Regions from separate parts of the Zea mays genome. Here region 2 is linked to region 1. A link is a contact called in public Hi-C data. All regions are on one chromosome and are shown on one strand. Each heading gives the region's core, a stretch centred on a gene start, on an enhancer-like site or on the middle of the called end of the contact. The rest is flanking DNA. Distances are from core to core; before and after follow the strand shown. Region 1 holds the start of LOC100502508 (RING/U-box superfamily protein). Region 2 holds the start of LOC100280154.

What was found. Hi-C and Micro-C count contacts between places; a contact is called where the count stands out from the background.
Region 2: a Hi-C map of ear shows a contact between it and region 1, with 2.2 times the contacts expected there. The contact joins the promoter of LOC100280154 here to the promoter of LOC100502508 in region 1. A contact is called at or near these places in 2 of 25 Hi-C or Micro-C datasets (ear and tassel).

The regions. Positions count from the first base shown.
Region 1 is chr3:163,102,585-163,108,340 of Zm-B73-REFERENCE-NAM-5.0, forward strand. LOC100502508 (RING/U-box superfamily protein) reads right to left here and starts at 3,583. Exons shown (of 4, transcript NM_001196986.1): 1 at 2,612-3,583; 2 at 2,405-2,483; 3 at 982-1,112; 4 at 594-891. The coding sequence starts at 2,968. The coding sequence ends at 667.
Region 2 is chr3:163,748,415-163,754,170 of Zm-B73-REFERENCE-NAM-5.0, forward strand. It overlaps LOC100280154, which reads left to right and starts at 3,343. Exons shown (of 9, transcript NM_001153086.2): 1 at 3,343-3,631; 2 at 4,620-4,675; 3 at 4,763-4,885; 4 at 5,378-5,466; 5 at 5,612-5,672. The coding sequence starts at 3,600.

The DNA of each region.
Region 1 (5,756 bases), core at 2,333-4,832:
CAAGTTGGGACGCGCCTATTGACTGCCCATTAGTCCATTACAGAGACCGCAAAAAAAAATGTATAAAGAAGTTGCATTGCGTCACAATTCACGTCCCAGGGTTAACCGGTTAAGATTCTACACGGGAAATTTGCTATTTTATCACTGTCTCGGATTTCTCTATTTTACCATCAGACCCACAATTATAGACACAAATAGTCCCATAAATCATAGATAGAGGATCACATAATAGCAGAGAGTCCATGTTAAAAAGGCTAAAATAGCAATTTTTTCCCGTAACACTAAGACGTGCTATTTGGTTCGGCAACAGGTAGTGGTAATGAGAATGGAACTTATTGCACCTGCTATCCTTTGCTGTGAACGGTTACCAGTCTATGTTTGGTTGCAACGTGGGATCCAAAAAGACGGATCGGAGTTGGCTAACAGTCAAAAAGCAGCGGCAATAATTTTGTATTGGCTGGTATTGCATCCCACTGCAATCGTTTACAGTATAGTCTAACCAAACATAAAGCAATGGTAATAGATTACCCTGTTAACTGATTATGACACTAAATGAACGAACCAAACAGGACCTCTATGCTCCCCCCCCCCCCCCCCCCCAGTTGCCTCCAACATACAGCCCCCGGCACGGCAGAACTTGTAGCAAAATGACTCTGCACTGGGCTACTAAGGCGATGGGAGGTACACCCGGTGTTGCTGTCTTGGAGTGAGCTTCCTCCGGCAGGTAGGGCACTTCTTCTGGGCCTTAATGGCAGCCTTGATGCACGGCTGGCAGAAAATGTGACCGCATACGGTCGACGCCGCTTCGGTTATCTCGTTCATACAGATCGGGCAGCTGAGCTTCGGTTCCTTCGGAACCTCCTTCACAGGTTCAGGAGGCACCTGGATCCACTTTGGCGTGAAAAAACCATTTGAGCGGGGCATTGCAGAGGTTGATGTTTACTGACCATATATTGACCAAGGACGTAGAATAGTTCTTACCTTGAAGGTGTTTACTTTTGGTGTGTCCACCATGCTTATTCCAGGGAAGGTGTTGGTTGCACTTGTAGGCTCATGCGAGCGTTCTATGCCCAGAGATAGCAGTAAGTTCACATGCTCGTCAAGAGCATCGCCTACAATGAATGCACCATTTGTCAGGGTTTTAGATATGACCAGAAGACAAGTACATTAGTCTCTAGGATCTCATTCCTACATGCTAGGTGTACTTGAGCAAAGGGATCAAGAACAAAATCTATAAGGTGATATTTAACATTTATTTAAGAGGAAATGCATCACTAAGGGTGTGATTGGTTATAGTCCCAACATGGCCATGATGGAGGGAGCAGCACCAGGCTGGCATGAGCCTGGTTGAGTTGACATAGAACCTTCTTGTTTGGATGCGGTTTCTCTATAGGGCCAGGCTGCTTTTCGCCAATGTTTGGTTGGCTGCGTCACGAAGAAGATAAAAATAAAAATATATTTTATATAACAAATGAGATCTAGTTTTGTTCGTAGCCTGGCTGGGGAGCGAAGCTCACACCCCACGTAGCATCTCAGCCTAGCTGAGGGGGGAAGTTCAACCTAGCCCGACACCTCCTCCAGTTATCCAAACACGGAGTCCTCTGCATCCACGGGACCTGGCCCGGACCAGATGCAGGCATCCAATCACGCTCTAAGGTTACTATTATATTACCTAAACACTTATCTTGTGTGCAAACAATCAGCTAAACAACAATTACAATTTATAAGGCAGCCTAAGCGAACTGAAACCATGAAAAAACTGTAGCATATTCAACACTGCTAACACAACATAGGAAATGTTGTGTACAGATGCCCACCCTATTCACCTTCCAGTGGAACAACTCTCAAGTCAGTACGCCAAGTCGACAAACAGTATTGAACAACATCTATGATTGCAGTGACATATATTGCCGACTTTCTAATCAAACCATGTAGACGATTATCAACGAGATCATGTTGTTAAATGGGCAGCTAACAAGTAGCAACAGAAAAAAAAATAGAGGTACATTGTGAAGCACTAACACACATATCGTATAGCTTTTTTATGCTAGCAAGGTAAACTGTAACAAACAGAACCTACATTATGATGGTACCTCATTGAGTGCAGGGTAAACATCACAACTGATAGAGAATGAACAGGACAGCAGTCCAACAGAGCAAAACAATAAATTACTATGTGTGGAATGAAATGAGAACTATGAATCTTCATACAAAACAACTTGATTGATCCACTAAAATGAATGAACAGAAGAGGGGGGGGGCAGTCCAACAGAGCAAAACAATAAATTACCATGTGTGGAATGAAATGAGAACTATGGATCTTCATACAAAACAACTTTATTGCTGCACTAAAATGAATAACTGAACATGGTTTATAAAATTCACACTGGATATAACATCAAACCTGCTGTTTCTAGGTTTGTTTCGGAATCATCATCTATTATGATAGTAATACTTTCTGTCGTGGTCAACTGCTGTCTTGCCTGAAACATGAAGGAAACCAACCAGATAAACATTTTCTTCATATTAAATGATCATATAAGAATCAAAAGCAGAACAAAATAATATGCATATCCACAGATAGACACCAGAACAATGCACAAGTACGTACTCGAGGCAGTGGTCTTGAAGAATAGATAACGGCATCATCATCGATGGCTTCCACATCGATGGGGCAACTACGCATACCAATGCGAGGCTCACCAGTAGCCGGTGGTGTACTACTCGAAGCCTGGATGTGTTGTACAGGCATGCTGCTTGAACCCTCTCTATGAGAGACAGGGATACTGCTGAAACGTGAAGCCCCCTCACCAGCCCCTTCAGCAGGGGGATAGTTGAGGTCCAAAAGCCGTGAATGCGAACCAGCACCATGGGAGTTCATGGTGTTGCAATAAAAGATACTGGCTCGAGCAAAATCGATTGAAAAAAAATATATGTTCACAAAAACTTCAGCAATGATTACAAGCATAATTCCGACGGCTTCAAAACAGAATGAGGAAATAAACAATATTGTTCTCGAGACCCCATGGTAAAACTAAAACATGTCTTACATGATTTAAAAACATATAACAACATTCTTGAACAATGAAAACATGTTCACCCATCTTTTCTACAGGAATTGGTGTACACAGCACTCGTGGATACACAACCGAGATAAACTACAACTGAGGAGATGCAATAACTCTAAAAAGAAACATCTGCGTAACCTGCACACAAGGCCGACCCCAATCAACGAAAGAAGAATTACGCCCAAATGGCTTCTCAAAGACTCAAGCTCCGCTTCAACCAAAAAGGACTAAAACATCACACCTTTCTACCGCTTTCCCCAATTCCCCAACCACTAAACATATGGGTCGACAGAGATCCCCGGAATTCCATCCAAAAACCTTGTATCCCGCCCAGATATCGTCTAAAACCCCCCGAATCGGAGATGATTCCAGAAGGGTTAGACCCAGTCGCACCGCATGAAGGGAAAACCAAGAGGAGGGAACACCTGCTGTCCTGGTGGTGCTCGCCGCCGGCAAAGTGTGTGCGTGTGGGTGGGTGGGGGTGGAGCTCGGCCGCGGGGGGAGAGGATGCGGCCGCCGCCCTCTACGGATGGATCGGGACTCGGGAGCATGAAGGGAAGAAAGAAAATAGAAAGAGTATAGGCCGACCGATGGGCCTACGTGTCAGTGTGTCACATGTTTCTGTTAACAGATAAATAGAAAAAATATGACCGTCCCATACTACTATTAAAAAATAAAAACAAATTAAATAAACATATCAAACTGTGCACTAAAGACATACTAGTCGGGCTTGCCCGTGTGTTACAACCGCTTACAACAATATCCATATAAATTATCCACCAAATTTTTTTTAAAAATTTTTATTGATTATCTCCGCTCTCCGTATAATATTTTTTTGATTTGGCTAACTGATGTTATTGTTTACTCCATCCAATATGTCTTGGTACAATACGGTCAATAAAGTGAGCGATTAGAAGAGAGTTCACAACGACTAACTGAACGAACATATATTATAAAATGACATAATTCCACCATACAGAGACTAAATAAGAGAAAGTTTGTGAGCTCAAGTTTCTAAAATAAGTCACATTAACTCAAATTTATAAAAAAGATAGATCAAAATATGGAGTGATTGCTAAAGTCAGATATCAATAAAAACTGGATGCGCTCCATATAAATTATGCTACTTTGTAGCCATTACTAACGTTTAAAACCAACAAATAACATTTCATTTTATATTAGTGTGACAAATTATTATTGCTCCATCCAATTCAGCAACCTCAAATATCATGGAGTCCATTACACCAATATTATTTTTATTTTACAAAAAACATATATACATATATACAATTTATATTCAATATTAAAAATAATTTATATTCAATATTAAAAACTTTTGAGCATGATGTTCTACTGGTTAGACAACTTCACCCAGCCCTTCTTCCATCAGGGCATGAGTTCGAACCCCACCTTTTTAACATTTTATGCCTATTTAATCAAATAGGACGACGGGCTGGCCCGACACAGTCAACAAGCCGGTATGACGTGTCTGGGCCAGAGTTGTGGCCCGCGGGCGTCTGGCTCGTGCCGGGCCGCCGTTTGACCATCTATAGGCGTGCAGCGGGTTAATTTGAAATAGCTGTGAGGGGTTATTTGTAAAAAGATGACGCAGAACGACCTTACTGTATACAAACACCGAAGAAAATGTGCTCAACCACCTTTACCATTTTTTCTAAATTGATTTTGGTGTTTGATGACAATTATAAACTAATGTACTAACTAGTTTGCGTAGTTGATTATTTCACACGTGCATAAGTCTATCTATCTCAATTCTAAGTCGATTGTCCGGAATAACGTAGATTATTCTGGACAGACGAGTTTTTTTGGAAAATTCATCTGTGCGCGGACCGTCCACGATACCTAATGCACCTCGGACAGAAACTATGTTGAAATCAAATCTTCTTCTACATATTGTCTGAAGGAGTAAAGAGTACAGTCCGAGACCAAGCGCGGGCCGTTTGGCCTCTAGGCGTGGACCGTTCGCACGTTGAAAACCAGAAAACCCCCATGGTACCAGGTTCAGTAAAATCCAATTTTAGCATCTCGTGGACCGTCCGGGGTGTACGGCTGGACCGTCCGTGACTGCTTTATTTGATATATGACGATGCCTTTAATGCACTTATAGTCGTTATTGTTGACCGTTGCGATTTCAGCCGTTGATGTGCAGGGGCGGCCCGTTAAGGCCAGAAATGCGAACCGTCCGCGGTTGGTAGAAAGTGGGCAACGACTAGGAAGTAGTTGGTGTCTATAAATACAACCCAACCACTTCCATTCATCACATCCAAGCATTCCAACTCCCAATTAATTGCAAAGAGCTAGAGTTCACTCCAAAGCCTCACACAAGCATCTAAAATCCTCCAAGTGCAACAATTGTGATTGTGTTCATTAGTGATTAAGTGCCTTGTGAGAGATTCTAGAGAGTGTGAGCTATTGCTTCATTTGTCGCTCTTTGTTGCTTGGTTTCTTGATCGTGCTTTTTTCCTCTCCTTCTAAACTCTCAATGACTTATAAAGCTAGTAAGAGACACCTAATTTGTAGAGCCCAAAATTTGTGTAAAAAAATATAATAAATAAAGAAAGTAAAAGAATCTAAACGAATAGTGGAAAGATCTTCAAATGATATTCTCCTAAAATGAATTATTCTTTATGGTGAGAAGCAAGATAAATAATAATAATAATGAAGATAGGA
Region 2 (5,756 bases), core at 2,093-4,592, 650 kb after region 1:
GACGACGCTTGGGCCTGCTCGACGACTCTTCATTGAGGTTGAGCATAGCCTCCTCCATGGCTGCTTGCAATGCATTGCAGATTGCCCCTTCGGCTCCTTCACTTGAGTTTGTGCTCGAGGAAGACATGACGTGAAGATGAGTAGAAAAGGCGAGTTTGGAAGAGAGAAATGAGATGAAATGGTGTGTGAAATGAGCTCCACCCGGGTAGGGATATATATAGAGGGATTGGGGATGAAATTTGTAATTTTTTGCAATTTTTTTCGAATTTTTTGGACTCCAAACGGTCAAAAACGGCTAGTTGCAACGGCTAGCACACGTGGACCAATCAGATCGCGACACGTGGACCAGTCAGATCGCGCCACGTCGCTCTCGCCCGCGCTCTCGCCCCGCCAGTGCCTCACCTCCCTCTCGCCTCCCTCTCGCCCGCCTCTCGCCCGGGCGGGCGCTCCAGCGCGGGCGAGAGCGAGGCGATATCGCCCGCTCTCGCCGGGCGCCAGCGCCATCGCCCGGCGCCGGCCTCTCGCCCGCCTATCGCCCGCGCGCGGGCGGCAGCGGCCTCTTCTCGCCCGCGCTGCCGCCCGCACTGGCACCAGCCTTAGTATGGTTTGGTACTTTGGCCTGTCATGTCTCGTTTATCTATCCCTTAAGGGGGTGTTTGGTTGCTCCTACTAAAGTTTAGCCCGGGTCACATCAAGCGTTTGACTTTTAAATAGGAGTATGAAATATAGACCCAACCAATTGAACTAGATTCGTCTCGTCTTTTAATCTTCGGCTGATAAATTAGTTTTATAATCCGACTACATTTAATACCCGGAACGGAGGTTCAAACATTCGATGGGACATGGGCTAAATTTTAGCGGGGTGTAATCAAACACCCCCTAAATATATCCTGCCTTCATTTGTACTACCAATGATGCGCCGCCTGCTCGAAGTGTGCTTCGCTTTACTGACCATCTTGTCTCCTGGTCCTCTCCTATGTACTAGTACGTTTTTTTTTTGTGCACGGTGGCGGGGCTGATGGTTTGTTTCGTGTTTGCCGTGGTGTAGGAAGCCGTGCGCTGCACGTGTCACCGTAATCATTTCGATGCTAATGTTTACCCTGATTCTCTGAACCAGGCATGTCGACGATGTGTTGTGATGATGGTACCCTGATAGGCTGGTTATAGTGGAATAATGATCAACTGCTTGGAAGGGAGCTTTATCAGCGCCTATCAACCTGTACTTGAGTCCATCTATCTGTACATGCATACGTACGTACGCAGCCTACAGCCACAAACGCGCCTCGTACTCACCGGCGATCTGGTCTGGTCGTCGCAAACTAAAATGCTACTAGTATACTCACCGTCACCGGCGATCTGATTCGACATGTGCAGTCGGGCGAAGTTAAGGTAGTGTTTGGTTGAGGAGCCAAGTAGAACGGAGTCGTTCCATCCCTGATTCTAAAAACAGAGCCGCTCTGTTCTGTGTTTGGTAATCTGGAACGGAGCGGCTCTGTTTTTTGTTTGGTTGCAGAGTGAACGGAACGAAGCGTGACTGTGAGAGCGGGATGAGAACAGAGCGGCTCCGTCCGGTTGATTTTTTGGAGCGGAATGGTTCCGGATCTGAGGAGAATATTCTCTAATTGGAGTCATTCCGTTCTAGTTACTTTGTAACCAAACAGCAACAAAACTAGGACAGAACGGCTCCGTTCTACTTGGATCTTCAACCAAACACTACCTAAAGTTAGCCACACGGTCCACGAGGGCATGGTCCCCCGCCGGTAAACTCGCCGGTAAACAGATCTGTGAAGTGATGATCCGTCAGTATTCAGTAAACGACCGAGAGATCAAAGTGAAGATCCAAAATCCAGCCTCGCGTACTATACTGTACGCCTGGGCACCTTTTCTAGGACGACCCGCGCGGCTGCTCTCCCTCCGTCTTAAAGCTCCGAGTATTTTTAATTAATCGTGGATCATCTCTTCGATAATTACGTATTTTAATTAATTAGTCCAATCCGGATCAGAGGAGCCTGACATTCTTGGAATTTTTACTGTTCCACGCCGGCCGTAGCGGGCGGCCCCATGTGCATCTGGACTGGACCTGGAGCTCCTGCATGTAACCGTAGCAGTCCAACAGAACGGGACAGGAAGCTCCCGACATGCGGGGGCCATCCGGCCATGGAATAGACGGATCCACAGGGCCCACCTCCCAGCGTCGGGGCTCGCTGGTCCTGCTCCTGCAGCCTGCAACCGTACCGTCCGTAGCAACGCAACGGACGGAGTGAGAGAGGCTCGGGCTCGGCCGTCTCCCGTCTTCGTCTTGAATGCTCCGGATCACATGAACGCCCTGGGTCCGCAGTTAATGGCCACGATGTACCCCGTGCCCTGCCCCCGCCCTGCGCATTCACTGTAGCTCATGCCATCTCCGCCGGGACGTAGTACTAGTACAAATGAATCTACTGTAGCATCTTTATGATGATTTCATTTGGAGTTGCAAAATCCTCGGGCTGGGCTTCCTTCCGGTGCAAGCTTTCCAGGCCCAGTCAATGGCTTCCCCAGCAATCTTCACGGCCTGGCAAGGGCTGTTCCTAACAAAATGGCCTGGCAACCGCTTTGGATTAGTAGTTACTTATTAAATCCGGGTCAGGATTAGGGCCTGTTTGTTTACCCCCCAGATTATATAATCTGGATTAAATAATCCTAAGAGGCAAACAAACAGTCCAGCTTATTTGCCCAGATTATATAATCTAACCCCTTGGATTATGATAATCCATAAGCAAGTGAGGAGGTGCTTATTTCAGATTATTTTTTCCCACTTCCCCACTACCCTTTCAAGTTTCCTAGAAATTACCCACCATTGCCATTATAATCCACCAAATCGTTTTTGCGCCTAGTACTAGTCAATTTGGGGATGAAGAAGGTGACATGAATGCCTTCCGTGATAATATTGCTAATGCAATATTTGACAGTGTCAATTGAATTATTTTTTTCATATATGAGTTTCAACCTAGTACAAATATAGAGGGCATTCTTGTCTTCCTCATACAAAAGAATCCTATTAACAACTCAAATAATCTGGGTAAACAAACGGGACTACTCAGATTATATAATCGAGATTATATAATCTAGATTATATAATCCTCCAAAAATAATCCAGATTATATAATCCATGAAGGTAAACAAACAGACCCTTAGTCATCATAAGATAATCCGCGGCCCACGCCTCTCGATTCTTTTTGGTTTTCGCGGGGTTCCGTGCCGCTCTGCAGACTGTGCTGTCACCACAACTGGTGAGAGAGAGAGAGAGCGTGAGAGCGAGAGGAGAGAGTGGATAAAAGCATCGGGGGTTTGGAGTTTGGACTTGTGTCTAGACAGCGAAAGGGACGGCAGAGGGAGGAGAGGGCTCAAACCGCCTGCCTGCTGCCCTGCACCCCGCGCCCACCCCACTTCTTCCACTTCCACCACCTCCTCCCCTCCAGTCCCCCTCTCCACCTGCCCCCCGCTCCCTGGTCCGGCGCGGAGAACCAGCCAGCCAGCCCGTCGTCGCTGTCGCCCGCCGGTGAAGCAGTAGCCGCGCGTGACGCCGGATCCAATCCGCGGCCCTCGCCGCGCGCGCGGTCATGGACTTCGACGGCGCCATTGGCGATCAGGGGTGAGTTGCGCGCACCGAAACACCGTCCGTGGTACTACTGGTCCTGGGTCGCGCGCCGCGGAGAAAGGCCGCGCCTTGGTGCCCGCGGCTGGGGACGAAATTCCAGTCACCGGCTTCTCTTTTCTCGCTTCGGTTCCGTCCCTGCAGGCTGCAGCCCACCGTCGATCCCCAATTTTGTTAAGGGAGCTCGGGTGGGTGTGGCAGCAGGTACTAGAGCCCGGAAGTTGCTGCGCCCCTTTTTGGTGGGTGAGCTCTTTATGCGTCCTACGATGATGTTAAGGGAGCAGGACGCAGGGACTACTAATTCTGGGGGCAAAGGGCCGTATTCTCCCTTCTTTTGTACGAAGCTTTGCTGTGGCTTTTGCGCCTTTTCGGCGTGCTGCGTCCATAATCAGCTAGCAGCGGTTCAGTTGTCTTGGGCTTTTCCGGCCATATAAACCCTAGCTGCCCTGCCTGTTAGCTGCTCCCGTGAAGTTCGTGACAAAGCTGGTGCTGTAGTGTCTTGTTTCGGACACCACTTCTGATGCATTTCCTTACTTATCCAAGGATTTTTGTTTTTCTTGTTTCATCCGTTTTCGTTGTTAGATTGCTATCACGAGCTTCTAACCCTCGCTAGTTTACTGTCTGATATATATTTACCGAACGCTGAACATTCTGTCATTACACATCCAAAAAAGAAAAATAGTAGAAAAAAACTTTTACATATTTGCTGTACTCAAGATTAAAGTTTTACCATGTCTGTTTGTGGCTGTTGCTTGCCTTTCGTGCCAGTTGTTATTTGTCACCGATGCATTATTCATGATCTACATTCCTCCCAAATTTACCTTTCAGTCCAGTACAATTCACTGTTAAGATTTTTACCCTTTTCTGCGACGTTAGCTGGGCATACTTTTATGCTCCACATTTTCACTCCTTGCTCTGAACTTCTCCTCAAGTTTCTTGCAAGATTAATCACTTCTGATTGAGCTCGTTGCTGTGGAACTTACAGTGAGCTGTGGGAATGGCAAAGTCAGGAGTATGGTCTGCAGAAAGATTTGTTAGCTGGTTTGCACCGTGCCGTTGCATTACTCATTCTGCCCTAAATATATATCCACGCAAAGACCTGAGCATCTTGTATTTCCGGTTTGGCAGCTCCATGTAGCAGCTTGTGGGCTGAAGCACCCAACAATATGGGTGATGATTGGAGCATGTTTGATGAGCAAACACCAATTAAACATTGTACAGACTTCGAATTTCAGTTCTGTGATATAGGAGGTAAAGTCTTGTTCTCGTGGTTTTGAAATCTACAGTCACAAGCTTAAATGTAGATTCTGAACTATTTCAGTTCACACCAACTTATCTGCGCAAATGGTTTTCCACGGTCCAATACGACCTGTAGTACCACCTTTTAGATGCTAATATATGTTGTCTAATTCTCTCTGCTTCCTGAAATTGCGTTATTGACATTGTATTTCGTATATATGTAGTAATATATAAAGTGTAAATCCACAAACAAATGACTAATATAATAACAAAATCAGCTGATCATGGCAATTGGATCGAGTACATTTCCAGGTTACAATTTCCCTCTTGCGTATGTCTAATCTGAGCTATAAAATGCAACTAATATAGGATCTGACCTAATTATTAGTACAATGGATTCCAATTGATATTTCCTAATTCTATCCCATCTGACCTTTTCCGCAAACACTCAAGAAGGCGCTTCAATGTTAGTTGCATTTTCTGACTAGTAAAAATGCAATGCAGATATCATCGTCAAGGAGTTTGAAGAAGGGAAGGAAACTTTGCAGGCAAAGCGCAGACGCATGTTGCAGTTCTGTCCAGAAAATGTTGAGGTACATGCTCTTTAGTCGATCTATCAAAGTATCCTTAAAGATGAAGTGAACTATTAGTAATGTTGTTGTGTCGGAAACTGTGTCAATTTACGGTGGTATGTTGTTTTGCCTTCATTGGTATAATGCCTTTCTATGTCTGTACTAGATGACACGTTCTATGACTGAAGAGGGGCTTTTGGAAAGTCTTCAGGAGATGGATTTTTCAGGTATACCTTCCATCATTACTGCTAGACTTCTGGTGTTCAGTCTGGGAGCGTTCTTTTCCATTCCTAATTAGAGTGCTAACTCCA